Linked DNA regions of Mus musculus: region 2 is linked to region 1. Evidence: chromatin contacts called from public HiChIP or PLAC-seq data. All regions are on one chromosome and are shown on one strand. Each heading gives the region's core, a stretch centred on a gene start, on an enhancer-like site or on the middle of the called end of the contact. The rest is flanking DNA. Distances are from core to core; before and after follow the strand shown.

Region 1 (3,171 bases), core at 459-2,958:
GCTTCCTTTTTTGGGGGGGAGGGGTTCAAGACAGGGTTTCTCTGTATGGCCCTGGCTGTCCTGGAACTCACTCTAGACCAGGCTGGCCTCGAACTCAGAAATCCGCCTGCCTCTGCCTCCCGAGTGCTGGGATTAAAGGCGTGCGCCACCACGCCAGGCTATCCAGCCGGTTTCCTTACCGTTACCTCCTACCTGGTAGGCAAGTCCTCTACCTCTGAGCTACCCCTCTAGCTGCCTACTTCCGTCTTGATGTCAGACCATCATGCATCTAACATGAACCGATTCTCTTTGACGTTCGCACAAGCTTGTGTCCATAAGCATACACCGTGTGGAGGTCATAGAACATGTCCCTCTTGAAATCAGAGCATCTGTGCTTGCCTCTGCACCCGTCCCTTACTGGAGAGAGGCTATTATCCACCCTCTAGGGAAGAAATGGGGAGAGTCATTAGACCCTCACCTGAGATTACAGTTGCTCCCGCCTCTCCTCCTGTGCAGACCTCCAACAGCACCTGGCCCCGGGAGATGCTAGAGAATATAAAGGGGTGGGTAAACGAAGGAGACACTCCTTCTGGCAGGTCACTGTCCATGCTGGAGATGAGTAAGCCCAATAAACCCATTGGTTCACCAAGCTGGGCTTGGATGTTTTTGATCTGTTGTCGGCGCCCTATTTTGGGTGAATAGGCATTTGTTCATGTCTCCTCAGGAAGTCAGTCAAGAGTGGGGCTTAAAAAGACACGCAAACTGTGCATGATACTGTCTCCTGCAGCTTGCTGTCTTACGCTACATGTTTTTGTTTTCCTTTTCCTGTGGGGGTACAAATAGATCTAACAGTCCTTTTAACTATTGTGTACTATTCCACTTCGTCTCGCTCCAGTTGCTACTACTAACAAATAAATGGAAGAGCGCTTAGCAGTATCAGAGGTGGTCATCTCATTAGAACGCTCATTGAGTTTATTTGTCCGGTCCTGGGGACTGTTTGTGAGTGCCCAGCCTAGAAATATGGCAATAATTTATTGAGGGCTGAAAATCGACCCAGTTGACAAAGAGCTTTGAATTCTTAGTGAATTTGACATCTCAACCCTTTGGCTGCCGGCAGAAACATGCATGCAGACAGCCACTGGTGAACATCCGAGTCTGAGTTCACCGGCCCCCCACATCCAAGGCCACCGGGTGAGCGAGCCCTTGAAATACCCTTTTTTTTCTCCGTTGTTACCCAACTGGGAGACTAAATATTTTAAGGCTCCAGCAAAGTAAACCGTCAAAAAGGGGAAGAATGTTTGGTCAGTCTTGTGGAGAGACCTAGAACTTCGCTGGGCTGTTCAGAGTGAGTGATGCATTTTAGGGCGAGCCTGCAGCAGTGGTCAGAGGGGTGGTGGCTGCGGAAGGGTTTCCCCATAATGGGCGTTGCCCCGAAATCCAGGGAGGGAACCGCCAGACGGCTCCTGGGTTTTCCCCCGTCGCCTTTGGGGGAACTTCTCCACGCTCAGGGACAAAGCGGCGTGGAGCATCTCGCAGGAACCGAGACCCACTCCCAAACTTGCGGCCTGTTCGCCCCTGCGCGAGTCGGGCCTCGCTTCCTGTCGCCTCCTTCCCCCCACCCCCCCTCCCGCCTCCACCTCCGCCCCGCCGCTACTTAAGTCTCCGCGGGACCCGGCGCGCGCGGCCGAGGCTGCGGCGGGCACGCGCGCTCCACGCCGGGTCCTTGGCCAATCAGCAAGGAGCCCGAGGCGCCGCCGCGCCGCGCGCGAGCCGAAGCCCGGGCGGCTCCTCCCGTGGAGAGCCGAACCGGACCGAGCCGAGCCGAGCCAAGCCGAGCCAAGCCGAGCCGGGGGCGCAGAGCGCGGGAGGCGGCGGCGCGGAGCCCAGGTGAGCTGGCCCGAGGCGGGCCGGGCTGAGTCGGGGGTGGGTGGGGGAGGGACGCAACCTCCCCGTGGGTCTTTGGGTCCCGGACGCGCGCGGGAGCCGGCAGACACAGCCCAGAGGCGGGCCCCGAGGGGACCCCACGTGCGCCGCCCCGCGCCCCGCCACGTGGAGGGCTGCGCCCCCTTTCCCCCTGGCCTCCGGAGCCGGGCGGCGCTTGGGGTCCGGCGGCAGGAGCCGGCCAGGAGTTCCGCACCAAGGTCCGCCGGCCAGGGCGGTCCCGGATCCCAGCGATGGCCTAGGCCACCCCTGGCGCTTGACAGGTGCGGAACCTGAGCGCGCGGGAGCGTCCCACCTCCGCAGGCTGCCAGGCACGGGGAGGACCCTGGTCCTAGGGGCTTGGACCCGAGTCTGCCCTCTGATCACCCCGACCTCACAGGCCGACTTGATCCTTTTGACCTAAATTTACCTCTGGGCTGCAGCGCGCGATGCATAAAGAGTGCCTGCCGGCTCCCTCTGGCACAGCCCTGGGGTGGTGGTGCCCCGCTATCACCGGGGCTATGCCAGGGTTCTCCCCACCCCCTGAATGCCCAGTTTGGGAAACGGGGTGTTTTCACAGCTCTGTCAGCCTCCTCCCCGGCTGCTCTCACTTGGAGATGAAGAGGTGGCACTTTGCAGGGGGATGGAGCAGGGGGTGGAGGACATCTCAGGTGCCATGGGCAAACAGCCTCCTGATCTGGGGGTGGGTGGGTCATGCTCCGCATTCATTACCCTAGATGCAACTTTTACCTTCCTCAACCTCCTCTGTGATGTTCCCCCAGTCCTGGAGTAGAAACTTCAGGTGCCCTGGGGCATTAATGATGTCTTTTACTCCTCCTCCTGACTCTGCCCCCACAGGACCTAGAGGAGGATTGCTCTGCCTCCCCACAGCTCCTTTGTTCTTTGGAAGTGGCAGGGGCTGCCGCTGTTCCCAAACCCACAGAAACTGCGGTTTCAGAATAGATCGTGCTATCAGTGTACAGAAGCAGCTTCAGTTTGCCCGATCCCCCTCCTTGTACACTCTACTGCTGTACACTTCATCAAAAATGTCATATGCCGGGCCATGGTGGCATACACTTTTAATCCCAGCACTCGGGAGGCAGAGGCAGGTGCATTTCTGAGTTCGAGGCCACCCTGGTCTACAAAGTGAGTTCCAGGACAGCCAGGGCTACACAGAGAAAGCCTGTCTCGAAAAACCACAAAACAAAACAAAACACAAAAACAAAAGAAAACCCCGTCATATGATGAGCCCCTACCTTGGATAACCGTAAT
Region 2 (3,171 bases), core at 471-2,970, 110 kb before region 1:
TGACCTATCAGACATGAGGTATACATTCAAACAACATGAAGAGAGTGATTCTTGTACACGGTACAGAAGGATGTGAACTGAGGAAGTGGCTGCCACCTTGGTGTTTGGGAAAACAAAGACAAGGAAATCCAAGGAAAAGATGTGTGCAGGGGAAAGGACCCTGAGGGCCAACAAGGAAACTGCCAGCCTGGGAAGAGGGGTGGGTCGGGACATCTATGACAGGGAGCACAGCTTGGTATGAATGGAGTAGACCAGGCTTGGTGGGAACAGCCCATGGAAGCAAGAGGAAGGTCTGAGGCTAGAGAGGTGAGGCTACTCAGAGAAATCCGTCATGGAGATGAGGTAGGGCAGCAAGGGGGATGGATGTCTATGTTTGCATATGAAGCCACATGGAGACAGGGAGCCTAAAGGAGGGAGACTCCATAAGTACTGGAAAAGGGAGCAGGGCACATGGGTCACATAGGGTAAAGGTTAGAGGCTGAGGCAGGAGGATTGACAAAAGGGCATGAGGCCTGCCTGTTCTGAATGCAGCAATTGCCAAATCAGCCTGGGCTACAGATTGCAATACTTTGGGGGGAGGGGGCACGTTTAGCCAATTCAGGATGCCATGTGTCAGTAGGGAAAGCAAGGAGACACAGAGTCTCCTGCTAGCAAGGCTGTGAAGGGAGCTGCTTAGCTTGGCGCCTGCAGAGAGAACACAGCATACCACACAGGGTTCCTCTACCTTTCTACCTGTGCAGATAGTCATGGGTCACTTCCAGTGTGGCAAGGTCTAGGAGCTACTATGTCCCAAACCAGCAGTTTCCACAGACAGGTTCCTTAAAAGAGTGGGTTGGTTTTGAGACTCCCTGTTTTAGTCTCCCTGTAGAGCATCGGCTGGCCTGAACTCACTGAGACCCACCTGCCTCTGAGTGCTGGGATCCAAGGTGCCTGTTACCATATCCAGCCTCACAGAGACTCTTAAACTTACCTGTGGAACGGATGTATCCCGGATTATGTGGTCCTTGGGGAGCACTTTCGTTAAAACTGATGGTACTTCCCCTGTGTGGTAGGCACTAATTGGAGGAAGGCCAAAAATATAACTTGGCCCCTGGCCTTACTGCATATCATTTATAGCAATTTTCAAATAATGTGGTCTTAAGAAAAGTCTTATTTATCTAATGCTGTATTTGAGATTACAGTTGAGAAATAAAAAAATGGTTTAGGTTTATTTTGAAAGTAAATATGTTCACAAATGCTTTTATGAGAGCCAAGTCTGTTTTCAAAAACAAAAGTAACTAGCAAGGGGGAAGAATGGCCTTATTTCCTGGTTCTGTAACTCTCTTGTATCTGGCTCAGTAGGACTTGCGTTTTTATGTCTGCTTCTATATACCACCAGTTAGACATGTTGATTTGGATGGAAGCTGAGGAAAAATCCAGCCTCCCACAGATTGTTGAGCAAGGGGGAACAGGCTAAGAGCTTCTGTAGGTAAGCCTGGGTCCTTTGGAGTCATCAGAATCCCACAGGTGGTAGCTTCTTTTTATTTTATGTACTTACTGTGTTTTGGTTAGTTGGGGGTTTTTGTTGTTGTTGTTGTGTTGTTGTCATTGTGTGTGTGTGTGTTTCTAGCCCTAGTCCTGGAACTAGATCAGGCTAGCCTTGAATTCAGAGATCCGCTTGCCTCTTGCCTGCTGGGTGCTGGGATTAAAGTGTGAGTCACCACTGCCCTAGGGCAGCAGCTTAAAGTTAGTTGCAAGATTCTGAAATTGTAACTATCAGCTTTTCATATTGTGGCATTAAACGTTGTTAGTCTTGGCCTTGCTCCTGCAGTTATGTTTGTAACGTTACACACTGGTGTCACTGTAGACTGCAGTGCGCTCTAAGCACATGCACATAAATCACGTTCGATAGCATTGTTAGCACTCTGATAAGAAAGCCTGTTCCTGCCATGGAAGGAGTACAAGGTGAAGGAAAGTTTCATTAGCTCTTAGTCTTGGATTTTGTCTTGTCACGTGTACCAGTTGGCAAATTGTTGGTTTTTGTTTGTTTGTTTTATTTGTTTTTGTTTTGTTTAAAATGACACAATCAGGTCTTAAGACTTCAAGAAAATACAACAGCAGCTGCTGGGTTTTTGTTTTTCTACTTTTTCAAATAAAAAGTTATATTCTTGCCGGGCATGATGGCGCACACCTTTAGTCCCAGCACTTGGGAGGCAGAGGCAGGCAGATTTCTGAGTTCGAGGCCAGCCTGGTCTACAAAGTGAGTTCCAGGACAGCCAGGGCTACACAGAGAAACACTGACTCGAAAAACAAAGAACAAAAAAAGTTATATTCTAAGCTAGACATGTTAGCTCACACCAGTTTCTGTAAAAAGACTGAAGCAGGCAGGTCATGAGTTTCTAGATACTCTGGGCTACATTGTGAAGCCTTGTCTCTAGTAGAGAGAGAGAGAGAAGTTCTGTAGAGAACCTGGTGGTCAGTTGAGCACAAAACAGTCCCATGTATTTTTCCTGTGATAACAGTCCCTGGAATGGGGAAATATTGTGTGCATATTTCCTGTGTGGGAAGGATGTGTGCTCAAGGGTTGAGGTTTTTGTGAAGTTAATAATCAAAGACCTGAAGTAGAACTGGTGATCTTTTCTTTGGTATGCATGTGGTCCTGAGTGACTGACTGGTTGCCCGGATGATAGGGCCTGGCACCTCAGTGATGTCCCAACACTTTCACACACACACACACACACACACACACACACACACACACACACACTGCTTTGGTACTGTTCTGGCAGAATGCAAATCACGTCTTGCTCCTTCTGGAGGTGGGTGTGGCCTGAGTCCACTTGAGGTCTTGGGAATTGAAGCTGTGGACTGTGCTCTGATAATGTTAAGAAGAGCTTTAGTCCTCTATGGACACTTTTAGATTTGTTGATATAAACAGAATATGTTCTTTACTTTGTCTGCCTCATTCCTCTAAAAGATAAGCTCAGAGATTTTTATCTGTTTTGTTCATTGCTGTGTTCCTAGATCTTGCAGAGTACCTAACACTGGTAGTATATAAACAGGGAATAAATTCGCCTGGGCAGCTTTCCGACTGTCTTCACTCCCTGACGACATGTATGTTTTTGGGTCCTTAGCCAGTGCTGCCCCACACCGCCGTGTGCCTTGTGTGTGGCGAGGCAGGGAAGGAGGACA

What was found. HiChIP or PLAC-seq counts read pairs in DNA pulled down with a chosen protein or histone mark.
Region 2: a contact with region 1 is called in an H3K4me3 HiChIP or PLAC-seq map of bone marrow-derived macrophages, with 4 times the contacts expected there. The contact joins the enhancer-like site here to the promoter of Camkk2 in region 1. A contact is called at or near these places in 6 of 39 promoter capture datasets (the 3T3-L1 cell line, the C10 cell line, the HPC-7 cell line and 3 more), 2 of 15 datasets of contacts at CTCF or cohesin (the NIH/3T3 cell line and large pre-B cells), 3 of 484 Hi-C or Micro-C datasets (B cells, bone marrow-derived macrophages and pre-hematopoietic stem cells), 7 of 115 datasets of contacts at active chromatin or transcription factors (the 230-238 cell line, bone marrow-derived macrophages, embryonic stem cells and 3 more) and 4 of 9 other capture datasets (adipose tissue, liver, macrophages and 1 more).

The regions. Positions count from the first base shown.
Region 1 is chr5:122,777,947-122,781,117 of GRCm38.p6, reverse strand. Camkk2 (calcium/calmodulin-dependent protein kinase kinase 2, beta) reads left to right here and starts at 1,708. Exons shown (of 17, transcript NM_001199676.1): 1 at 1,708-1,866.
Region 2 is chr5:122,883,405-122,886,575 of GRCm38.p6, reverse strand. Kdm2b (lysine (K)-specific demethylase 2B) reads left to right here. Exons shown (of 23, transcript NM_001003953.2): 14 at 3,114-3,171. Among named protein-coding and RNA genes, the nearest start is that of Rnf34, 35 kb to the right of the region's middle. Within about 2 kb of position 1,720, at least 27 of the 459 cell types and tissues checked have an H3K27ac peak or open chromatin away from gene starts, as enhancers often do. A contact at or near this core is called in the NIH/3T3 cell line, bone marrow-derived macrophages and trophoblast stem cells, where this site is marked.